3 separate regions of the Sus scrofa genome follow, and regions 2 and 3 are each linked to region 1. A link is a contact called in public Hi-C data. All regions are on one chromosome and are shown on one strand. Each heading gives the region's core, a stretch centred on a gene start, on an enhancer-like site or on the middle of the called end of the contact. The rest is flanking DNA. Distances are from core to core; before and after follow the strand shown.

Region 1 (3,920 bases), core at 666-3,165:
TGGATATATGAAAGCTACAATCTTCCTATGTGACTCTGAACAGCTAATTTCCTGCTCTGAGCCTCGGTTTCCCACCTAATAAACTAAAAGGATTGGATGAGTCTATGTCATGGTCTTTTCCAAGTCCAACAACTTTTTATTCCAAGAGAAATTCAAGTAATGCCCAAAAAGTGTCAAATACACCCCTCCTTTGGGCCTATTTCTATTTGTCTCTGTGTCTATCCAAGGCAGAAGAGGATTAAACAAAGAAAAAAAATGAGAATTTAGCATTCTTTTCTATTCTTCTCCTTCCATGTTACTAGGGAAAAAAAAGCATTACAAAGGCAGTAAGAAATACCAGGAACTTCTCCTGAATTCATCCTCTCAGGACTGGGAATAGACCCTAACTCCAGCCTAACATCTACATCCTCTCTTTCTGTTGGAATCCAGACTTTGAAATCAGAGAGGCCTGGGTTTAACTGAGCAAGCATCAGTAAATGAGAGATAATGACACCAGCCCTGTAGGATCAACTGAGATAAGATATTAAGCCCCACACAGAAGGGCCTTAATCAACAGTAATTTCCATGGCGGTACCCAGTCTCAAACATCAGAAGTGCCAAGCAGCTATGGCAGGGAATTTTTTTTCCCTAGGAAAGCCCCCACAGTGGTATTGATCATTGTTTTGGCTACACAAATTTCAGATTCTTGCTTTCTGGCCCTCCTGGAGTCTCAGAGTTTCCTAAAATCCATGTGAAAATTCTTTGCTACTTAAATTTGCTACTAAAATTCAACAGAGTGAATTCTGTTGTCTGCAACTTAGAACCAGGACTGTTAGAGCTCCTGTCAACTACCACGTTTTACAGTTCATTTAGTCCCAAAAGAAGCTTTAGTCTACCTATTCAGCTCAGTTCCTACCCCTGACCCTACTGAATATGGATTCAAACTTTGCCACAGTCAACCTGTATGTAAACTGTCTTCTCAGCTCAACAGTGGTAGCCTGCTGAAGTCCACTGGAAAATGATCGGAGAGACTGAGTGTGGAATGAGGAGATAAGTCCACCACTGGAAACCCAAGGCAGGTCCTTTCAATACTGTGGGCCTTGGCTCCCAGGCATGCGAAATAGGAAGATAGCATCTGGCCCCAGGGAGCTGACATGAAATCAAAACCTGAATGTCCATCGACAGATAAATGGGTTAAGAAGATGTGATATACACACACAATGGAAACTACCCAGCCATAAAAAAGAACAAAATAATGCCATCTGCAGCAACATGGATGAAATTAGAGATTCTCATACTAAGTGAAGTAAGTCAGAAAGAGAAAGACAAATACCATATGATATCACATACCTGGAATCTAATATATGGCACAAATGAACCTATTTACAGAAAAGAAACGAACCCATGGACTTGGAGAACAGGCTAATGGTTGCCGAGGGGGAGGGAGTGGGATGGACGGGAGTTTGGGGTTAGTAGATGCAAAGTGGATGAGCAATAAGATCCTGCTGTATAGCACAGGGAACTGTATCTAGTCACTTGCGAGGGAACATGATGGAGGATAATGTGAGAAAAAGAATGTGTATGTATACAGATGACTGGGTCACTTCGCTGTACAGCAGAAATGGACAGAACATTGTAAATTAGCTATAATTTTACAAAATTTAGAAAATTTTACATCTTTTAAACAATAATAATGTAAGAATACTAAAATAAAATAAAATGGCAAATTTCTAGGCCTTTATCCACAGGGTAAAAAAAAAGGGCGATAGATGTGAAAACCCCTTGTCAGCTGCAGACCTAATGGTCAACTTAAATAGTGTCTTCTTCCATCTACCTCCCATGAAAGGCAGGGACTGGGTCAATCTTTCCCCTTCCACGATGCTTAGCTTGGTGATCAGGCCTCTCAGACCAGGGGCAGGGTCAAAATATGGGTCGTATTGCCCTCTGGTGGATTTAAATGGAAAGGGCATGGTTTTCAAATGGGCTACAAGGCTACAAAAAGCAAAGTCATGGAATCCTAAAATTCCAGAAGTGAAAGGGATCTTTGAGACTGTTTGGTCTAACATCCTCATTTATATATGGAACAGTGATAAAGGTCCAAGAGGAAAAGTGACTTGCCTGAGGTCATACCAAGAACAAGAGCTAGGACCAGCCCCCAGCCCCTAATGCCCACCCAGAGCAGAGGTCATTCTCTTTGATGTGAAACACAGAAACCCTCAGGGCTCAGTGTCCACATATCCCTGAACCCTTGGCACAGCTCAGCCCTGCTATCAGCAGTAGCACTTTAGCTGAACTCTGCCCAAGACTAGGTAATTTCCCCAACCCAGTTATACTGTCAAAAAGTTGTTACTTCTTTTTAAAACCTAACATGTCAATGTTTTGATTTCAATAAACAATCCAAGCTATAACTATGGCAACTTCTTAGAAATTTAAAGTGTTCTCAAGCATGACTGGATAATTCTAAGAGAAAAGAACAAGAGAATGTCTGATTTCTGCACAAATTGGAGAAGCCCTTTTTTTCAGACCCCAATCTCTCCCACAGCCTATGAAAATAAAACAATTGAGAGGAATTAAAAGCAAATCACCTTCACATCAACACAGCTGCCAACCTGAACCCGACATATATATAAGACCCCACATGCTAACGGTGCCCGATTAGCCATATTAATCAATCTAAAAAGAAGTGGGTTGTGTTGAGTCTTTGCAGTGGAGAGGAAATGTCCCATTCAGGACAATTCCTAGAGGTTTTTTGTTTTGTTTTCCTTTAAATCCCTTTGGAACCTGAACAGGTGAGAGGGAAGATCTCATTTAAGGTAGGGCTCAAATAAGCCACCTGAGTTCTGTCCCTAGAGTGGGCAGATGGGACCTTGAATACCAGCTCTTTCACGGGTAACAGGGAAGGTCCTGCCAGCCTTGCAAGGATACTGAGACAATCTTGTGAACTTCTACTCAGATCACAAACCTCACAAAAATGTGCAGAATTTTAATCACCCACTTGGGTATTCCTACTGTTTCTAGATAGGACCCTGAAGCTTAGTCTGCTTCAATCCTCTATTTCTTTTTCTACTACTACTCAAAATGACAATATCGGGTATTGTTTACAGTAACACTATTCTAAAAGGTTTGCATGGCTTAACCCAACCCCCACCAGAACACTCTGCAGAAGGCAATATTAATTATCCCCATTTTACAGATAAAAAAGACTGAAGATCACCAAAGTTCACTCATCCAAGATCAAACAGCTCATAAGTGACAGAACTTGAAGCCACGTCCACCCGACCTCAGAGTCCACACTCTTAAATCCAGCCCCACTGGGAAGACAATTTTTATCATCCCTTAGCTAAATTCCAGCAGGGTGTGGGACATCACTCCAGAAGTAGAGGTCAAAATCATAAAATGTTCTGTTTGGGTGTAAGCCCAGTGTCTTCCCAAAGTCACTTCTAAATTGAATGTTCATGCCCATTCTAAGCATTTTTGTTCCCCCTCTGCTTCATTCTAGCAATACAGGTGTATATTTGTAATCACAGTCAGATAGGAAGTGACATCAGGTTGGGAGCACATTTGAGGTTTCCTCCTTCAGGAAACAATATGATGTTTAGGAGAACTAAAGGCTTTGGAGTAAGACAGACCTGGATTTGAGACCCAGCTCTGCTGCCTCTGCTCCCTGTCTGTCTTTGGATATTTACAATAATTCCCACGTGTCCATGAGTGATATGGTCAGAGACCCAAATGATGCCTGAAACCGGGGATGGTGATGAATCGTTTTCTGCTCAAATCTGATGCCTTTTCCATCTTAAGGAGGCACTTATCATTCACTTGGCTGTAACTTTTGCCGTTTGAGGTGTGAGGGCAAAACTAGCACAGATTTCTTTTTCTTTCTTCACAATTTCACAGATGGAAGATTCTGTCTTACTATAGATTTTAGTAACCTCAGCATATGA
Region 2 (3,920 bases), core at 378-2,877, 250 kb before region 1:
TCGGTATTTTTGTTAGCAGTGATTTCGTGTGTGTCCCGAAGCCGTCCCTTTTTTTTACATTTCAGAAAAGCAATACTGTTTCGATTTTTAAGGATATGATTAATATTATTAATATAATAATGATGATGATGATGTAAACTAAGGATTTTTAAAGACGTCTTCCTTTCCAAAACACATCTGGACAGTACCTGATTGTATTTTTTTTTTTTTAATAAAAGCACAAGTACTTTTAAATTGGGCTGTTGGTGTACTTTTCATTGTTGAGCCTGAATTCCACCAAAGCCAAGTGTTCAAACCAAGTGAGGAACTTCGAAAAGGAGAGGGACTGAGGGAGGAAAACCGTTTTGAGCAAAGTTGAAGAAGTTTGGGAAAAGCTTATAACGTAAGATTCAGCTTCCTGCTCATCACTCCCAAGACTTACGCTTTGTGGTTTAAGTGACATTTTTATACTCATTTTCTAATGCAATCTCCTAAAAATTCCATGACATAGATGAGGTGACAATTGTGGTCATGCAAGGGTTAGAGTCCCCAGAGGCAGACGGCCTGAGTTCAAACCCTGGCTCCTCCATTCCTCAGTCCCTGGCCTCTCCAGGCCTCAGTTTCCTCATCAGTAAAGAGGGGGGAGCTGCCTCTCCAGTTCCATGGGATTTCTGTGGGAAATAAATGATACCATCCCCAGACGCTCTTTGCATGACGCCTGGCAGATGGCAAGCACTCATGAGTGCGGCTATTGCTACCGTCACTTTATATATGGCCAACTGGGAGTTCCCGTCGTGGCTCAGTGGTTAATGAATCCGACTAGGAACCATGAGGTTGCAGGTTCAATCCCTGGCCTTGCTCAGTGGGTTAAGGATCCGGCATTGCCATGAGCTATGGTGTAGGTCGCAGACGCAGCTCGGATCCCTCGTTGCTGTGGCTCTGGCGTAGGCTGGTGGCTACAGCTCCGATTGGACCCCAGCCTGGGAACATCCATATGCCACGGGAGTGGCCCTAGAAAAGACAAAAAGACCAAAAAAAAAAAAAATGTGTGTGTGTAGTGGACTGGGGTTACCAGGAGTGCAAGGACTTGCCAGTGGCTACTTCCCCAATTAACAATGGAACCAGGATGTAAACTCAGGGCTTCTGGCCCCAGTGTTCTTGCTCTGCCCCAAGCCCCTGATGAAAACCTCTCCTTCCCTGAGGACACGGGTGCCATGGTGACAGAGTAGTGCTGCACAATGAGGGGTGTGGGGCAGCTATCTGGATCCTTCATCAGGCTCCTGCAACCTGGTGAATTAGAAAGAATGTCTGCTAGGACTGTGTCCTTCTCCTGCACTCATCGGCCCCTAAAAGGAAGGGAGCCCTGTGTCACCCAGTCTGGCCTGAATACATCTGCTCATGGGGGAACCCACGGCCTGGCAAAGCAGATCTGTTTGTACTCAGTGAATGTGAGTCAGAACCGCACATGATACATTTCTCTTTTAAATACAGATGTGGGAGTGGGGGGGGGGCAATACTCAGTTCATTCTCTTAGGAATTTTCAACAAATCGACTTATTTAATGAAAATGTTTGGGCTGATAGGCCTCACTCAAATGGAATGTGATGGCTTCAGAAGCCAGGATCGCAGGAATGTGTGGCTCCAGCCAGATCCTTTGCTGCTGAGTTTATCTTGCTTTAATAAATGCTGTCATGTTATATACACAGTTTGCTGTTCCAGATCATAAGACTTGTTGCCTACAATCCAGCCATAGCAACACTCGCCTTGCTGTATTAACCCAAACAAACTGGCTCCCTGTAACAACCAAACCTTACATGGGAGGTTTAACCCTCTACTGGCTGCTGATTTAGGAGTTCCCAACCCAGCCCCTCCCAAAAAAGAGATATAACTAAGCTGGTAAGGAATTCCCCAGAGGCCACACAAGAATCAAATTCTCTTGGTGAAGAAGCCACATCAAACAAGAGTCCTTAATCATGGCCTTTGGAAGGTCATAGATGCCTCCACGTGGAGGCCAGGTAGGCAGAAGGTCTGAGGCCATGGCATTAGAAACCTGCCCAGTAGGTATACATTGTCTGCTCCACAGGTTCTGGCCAGAAGTGTGAGCTCAGGGCTTCTCAAACACCCTTCAGTGGCCAGCTCCGTGGCTCCATTCAAGCAGCCTTCTTCATCTTGAAAGGTCTCCTGAAATCCTACTCTACCCTCCCAGTCCAAGCTCAAGTTCATGAAGCACTCCAAGGCTCTCATGGAGAATTAACTCCCAGGGTGTTCGGTCTTCCCTCTGCCCCTCTGCCATCTGTACACCTCCTTCCTGTTCTGTGTCCCAAGGGCTACCCTACCTGAACTAGATCAATGGACCCGCCTGCCCTCAGGCTTCCATGGGCAGCACATGGACATTGAAGGGAGGAGACTGCTGGAGAAGGGGGCGGGAAGGAGAGTCAGGGCACTGGTCCTCCAGCTCCATCTCTACGGGTCATGGTGGGCTGGCATCATGCTGGTGAGTTTCCCTCATAAGAGGCGCAGCACCTGTCAACTGACTACCTCCACACGAGGCTTCAGACAACTGCTATGCCCACTTGCCCCTTCAGGCCTCCCGATGGTCTCTGCTCCTCCCTGGGGGGCTACGCTAGCCCTCATGGGTCTCCTCCATACTGCCCGTGCCATTGGAAATAGTCCTGCTCTTTAAACTCTTCTCAGGGGCCCTGACAGGCAGGCCAGCCCTCGGGGAGTGCCAGGTGCTCAGTACCACTCTTGTGACCACCTGACGCCCCTATTCCCGCCTCGCTCCCTGGAGTGGACCTTGGTCATTGGATGGCGTCCCACCATTCAAACTCCTCTCTGGTTTTGGAAACTTTCCCATTGGTGAGAACCCTTCCTCCCACCATGGAAGCCGTGGGGAAAACACTCTCCTCCCCACGGCAGCCAGGGCAGGGAACTTGAGCTTGGCCCACTGGGTAACTGCAGAGGGACTCAACCTTGAGCGAGGAATGCAAACCAAGGAGCCTCTGAGGCTGGCTTCTTCCACCAACACCATCACAGTGCCCCCCACACGGGCCTATTCTCTGGGTCTACAATCCGTCCCACCTTCTGCCTTCTCGCCTTGCCCCTCTCAAGCCGTTCTCCCCCCAACCTCGCCGACTCCAGTGTATCCAGGGGGCTCTCAAGATTCTCACTTCCCTTCTCATTTACAAGTCAGTACTGAGTAACCCCCTGTGCCCTGCACTAAATGAACAAAACAACCCCTCGGGCAGCCTCCATGCCAGGGAGAGGCTGGCAATGTGAGTTATACATTCCTATCAGACCGGCGGAGGTGTAACTTGCAAACTGAAGGCAGGCTTTGGAAGCAAATAGAAGACCCCAGGAGAACACCTACGAGGATCCGACCCGGATGGCTTCCCCAAGGAAAGGCATGGGAATCGTGATCTAAATGATAAGAAAGGAGTTAACCAGCGAGGGAGGCAGGGGTGACAGAGAGCCAAGCATTTCCAGCAGGAACTGGGATCTGCAGATACTTTTGGTCCAGAATAAGGATTTTGATCTTTTCCTTAAATACAGGAAGAAACTACTAAGGAATTTTAAGCACAGGAGCATTATCCTCATGCTTTTTTTTTTTTTTTTTTTTTCTTTAACCATCTCTTTGCTGTAGTCCGTATTTGGGCCGAGGTTCACGTGGGAGAGAGCTGTGAGGAGGTCACTGCGGCAGTCCAGGTCAAAGGTGATGGAGCCTCCGGTTCTCAGCAGTGTTTAAAAAGTAAAATCCATAGCACATGGGGTCTCAGAGAGCCTCTCCCTGTCCACACTCCTAGTTCTGAGCTGTCCTCAATTCCTATGGGGGGCTTTTCCTCGTCATTTCAGTTAAGCCAGCCTAATCAGGGCTGTGGGGAGCTGGGGAAAAGGCCCCAGGAGCTCAGGATCGCGGATGGCTGCAGGGGCCCAGGTACACAC
Region 3 (3,920 bases), core at 755-3,254, 150 kb before region 1:
AATTGATATCAATAACGATCATTTATCAAGCTCTCACATGTTATGCACTTGTCATGTACTCACTTATTTAATCCTCAAAACAGCCCCATAGAGAAGGCATTATCAGCCCCATGCTGGAGGCAACAACAGCACTGAGACTCAAAGACACTAAATGGCATGGCCAACATCACGCAGCCGGGGGGTGGTAGAGCTGGGGTTCAAGCCTCTGTCTGTCAACATCCACATTTCAACAGTCACACTCCAATCACTACAAATTCAGCCTTCCTAAAATCCAAGCTCTCCAAACCACCTCTGCTCTATCTAGATCCTGCCTTTCTCTTCAGCTTCATGCCTTCACACCCACCTCCCACCTCCCACATTCTATGCTCAAATAACACTGAACTTCCCCCAATTCTTCAAGCCTTCGGGGTAGAGCCTTCCCACCAGCTGTTTACACATGTTCTTCCTTCTGCCTGGAATACCTATTTCACTCTCTTTTGCCTAGTTAACTCCTACCGTTATTCTGATCTGCTCAACAAAGTTTTTCTGACGCCTCTGGCCTCACCTAACTCCTTGCTGTCTTCTCCCACACCTGTCCCACCTCTAAGTGCATGACACCTACAGTCCAACCTCGGTTTTCTCTATAGCTCCTCTCCAGCATCCACACTCCTCTAGTTCCCATCTTGGCATAGTGGAAACGAAATCGACTAGTATCCATGAGGACGTGGGTTTGATCCCTGGCCTCGCTCAGTGGGCTAAGGAGCCAGCGCCGCCGAGAGCTGTGGTGTAGGTCGAGGATACGGCTTGGATGCTGTGTTGCTGTGGCTGTGGTGTAGGCAGCAGCCATAGATCCTCCGTACCTCCATATGGCCCAGGTGCGGCCCTAAAAAAAAAAGAAAAAAAAAAATCTGAACTCTTCGAAAGCAGGAACCCTATCAATCTCAGTCAACACTGGGTCCTCAAACCCCAGCACAGTTCCTGATATAAAAGACAGCCATTCAACAGCTGTATTTCTTAAATAAATCACCGAAGAAAATCTCTTTAAAAACAGGCCTCGTTCTAGGGAAAAGATATCAAAAGATATCATATAGCCACCAAAAAATAAAAATAAGAAGTAAAAACTCCTTACTAAATATAGAACTTTAAATTGAAAGCCACCTTTTTCTTATGAGAGAGTGTTACTATCACTCAGGAGAGTAAGAATGTTAATTAAAGAAAGGTGAAATTTTCAGAAAGCAGTTCTCTGTGCCATCAGAGAACTCCGAAGGGGAAAAGACACACCCTCACTTACTCTGTTGAGACTTTTCTATAAGCTAGGTGTAATGTTCGCTATGTAATCCATCTCTTCCTACTCCTATAAGGTGGCTATATGCTACTGGAATCATTTTCTAAGTGGGGATACTCACCCTAGAGAATTTAAATCAAATTTTAGTGTACCTTAGAACAAACTGATAGACTTCTTAAGATTCTCCTGCCCAGGCCACATCCAGACCAATTGAATTAGATTTCTAGGATTAGGACTCAGGCATCAGGATTGAGAACCCAAACTTTAAGTTTAAAGGTGTGTGGTTTAAATCCATGTTGTCCACATAGTGTCCAGGAACAATAGTTCTCGTATCACCAGATAGCTTGGTGACGATGCAGAATCTCACAGCCGCCTGGACCTACTAAAACAGAACCTGAATTTGAACAAGATCTGAGAGAGGTTCCCATGCACCAGTTTGTACACTGGTTTACATGGCTTTCCCTAGTGAGTGGAGATTCATCTGCATCTATCATAGTTCCCTGTTTCCCCCTCCACCTCCAAACTGACTTTGGGAAATGGATCTGCCTTCCCTTCTGCTGCTTAAACAAATGTTCGGCTCTAGACACTGCCAAAAGCATCATTAAGTCACAATGCCGGTATTCATTTGTAATTGTCATTACTGAGTTTTTAAAATTTGCTTTTGGTCCCGCTCTCTCCCCTGGGAATCTTAGGCAAGAGCTGGGATGAAGTGTTGGCCAATATGTTGCAAGCTTTGGAGAGAGCACAGGGAGGGCGTGTACTTTCCCTGTGGCCGAGGAAGAGAGAAAACAAGTCTGCTGAGGGCAGCGGATGGGAAAGGACAGTTTGGAGGCCCGAGTTGGAGTCCCAGCTCAGGCAATCATTAACATTAGGATCTTGATGAGTCACAGACACTCTTTAAACTTAAATTTCCTCAGCCATAAAATGAAAAGCATAATCCTTATCAAAGCTGGGGGAGAACAAACATACAGTAAGCTTGAAAAGTATACAAATGTGAGGTAATTTTACTATATCCCATATTCACCAAGGAGTGTCACTGTGGGGAGAGGAGCAGAGGAAAAACAACAGCACGTTTGAGAGAAATGAACATTCCTCGGACTTGCCGAAGCCACCTTCCATCTGTGTCCAGAACAACAAGCCATTGGACCAACAATGGTGTCTGTGAGACAAATGCTCAGGGCGTGATTTCATACTTAAGGGAAAACTGGAAAAGGCAATCAATTATTTGGCAGATGGAGTGTTGGGAGTCCCCTCCCTGCGTTTCCCTCATGGCAGCACTGGAGCATTGGTGTTTGGATGTCTTTTTTCCCCCTTAGAGTGAAGCATCTGGAAGGCAAGAATCCTCATCTGAATCCCCAGCACCCAGATCAGAGTCTGGCACAAAGTCAGCACTCAGAAAAAGCAGATTTCATCAGCAGTGAGACAAGGAATTAATGCTAAGGATATCAGCACAGAGAATTAGGAACATGTTGCATTGAAGTCTTATCTCCCTTCACCCCCGGAAGGCTCCAAGGGAAAAACCAGCTAAAGTATTTCATCATTTCATTCCCTCCACTGGGGGCAGAGATGACATAACTGCGTGACCTTTTGACTTTGCCTTCTGCTCTTACGACTAGTTTCATTTTACCAGCTGGCCTGTTGCACACAGCATCAGGCACAGAAGTAGACAAGGGAAGAAAGGCCACAACCTGTCATGGGATTCACACATCAAGATGAGGACAAAGCAAGAAGATGCTTAAGAAGGCTCAATTTCCTGCTGCCAAAGTTACATTCTTATTTGCAGCAACATGGATGGAACCAGAGACTCATACTAAGTGAAGTCAGAAAGAGAAAGACAAATACTGTATGATATCACTTATATCTGGAATCTAATATATGACACAAATGAACCTTCCCACAGAAAAGAAACTCATGGACTTGGAGATCAGACTTGTGGTTGCCAAGGGGGAGGAGGAGGAAGTGGAACAGACTGGGAGTTTGGGATTAATAGGTGCAAACTATTGCATTTGGAATGGACAAGCAATGGGATCACGTTGTATAGCACAGGGAACTATATCTAGTCACTTGGGATGGAACATGATGGAGGATAATGTGAGAAAAAGAATATACGGGAGTTCCCATCGTGGCTCAGTAGAAACAAATCTGACTAGCATCCATGAGGACGCAGGTTCAATTCCTGGCCTCGCTGGGTGGGTTAAAGATCCAGAGTTGCCATGAACTAGGGTGTAGGTCACAGACGCAGCTTGGATCCCTCATTGCTGTGGCTGTGGCGTAGGCTGGCAGCTGTAGCTCCAATTCAACCCCTAGCCTGGGAACTATATGCCATGGGTGTGGCCCTAAGAGACAAAAAAAAAAAGAAAGGAAAAACTATATATATATGTATGACTGGGTCACTCTGCTGTACAGTAGACATCAACAGAACACTGTAAATCAACTATAATGGAAAAATAAAAATTATTAAATAAACAAGGTTACATTCTTACACTCAAATATACAACCTGCACTGGATCTGATGTTTCCGTGCTCCACCTTCAAGAACTATGGTGTCTTTATTTAAATAGCTTTGTTATTTGAATATGCATAATTGATAACACTTAACTGAATACATAACTTACCAGGTTCCAGGCATCATACTGAAGGCTTTATATACTGTAGT

What was found. A called contact is a pair of places that touch in the nucleus more often than the background predicts.
Region 2: a contact with region 1 is called in a Hi-C map of embryonic fibroblasts, with 6 times the contacts expected there. The contact joins two enhancer-like sites. A contact is called at or near these places in 1 of 5 promoter capture datasets (liver), 24 of 47 Hi-C or Micro-C datasets (adipocytes, blood, brain and 14 more) and 2 of 2 datasets of contacts at active chromatin or transcription factors (alveolar macrophages and skeletal muscle).
Region 3: a contact with region 1 is called in a Hi-C map of omental adipose tissue, with 4 times the contacts expected there. The contact joins two enhancer-like sites. A contact is called at or near these places in 2 of 5 promoter capture datasets (fetal skeletal muscle and liver), 28 of 47 Hi-C or Micro-C datasets (adipocytes, adipose tissue, alveolar macrophages and 16 more) and 2 of 2 datasets of contacts at active chromatin or transcription factors (alveolar macrophages and skeletal muscle).

Annotation. Positions count from the first base shown.
Region 1 is chr1:255,278,941-255,282,860 of Sscrofa11.1, reverse strand. No RefSeq gene overlaps it. Among named protein-coding and RNA genes, the nearest start is that of TNFSF15, 69 kb to the left of the region's middle. Within about 2 kb of position 1,915, at least 7 of the 83 cell types and tissues checked have an H3K27ac peak or open chromatin away from gene starts, as enhancers often do. A contact at or near this core is called in adipose tissue, embryonic fibroblasts, omental adipose tissue and 1 more, where this site is marked.
Region 2 is chr1:255,529,553-255,533,472 of Sscrofa11.1, reverse strand. It overlaps a transcript of TNC not described here. Among named protein-coding and RNA genes, the nearest start is that of TNFSF8, 72 kb to the right of the region's middle. Within about 2 kb of position 1,627, at least 22 of the 83 cell types and tissues checked have an H3K27ac peak or open chromatin away from gene starts, as enhancers often do. A contact at or near this core is called in embryonic fibroblasts, omental adipose tissue and retroperitoneal adipose tissue, where this site is marked.
Region 3 is chr1:255,426,960-255,430,879 of Sscrofa11.1, reverse strand. No RefSeq gene overlaps it. Among named protein-coding and RNA genes, the nearest start is that of TNFSF8, 30 kb to the left of the region's middle. Within about 2 kb of position 2,004, at least 11 of the 83 cell types and tissues checked have an H3K27ac peak or open chromatin away from gene starts, as enhancers often do. A contact at or near this core is called in adipose tissue and omental adipose tissue, where this site is marked.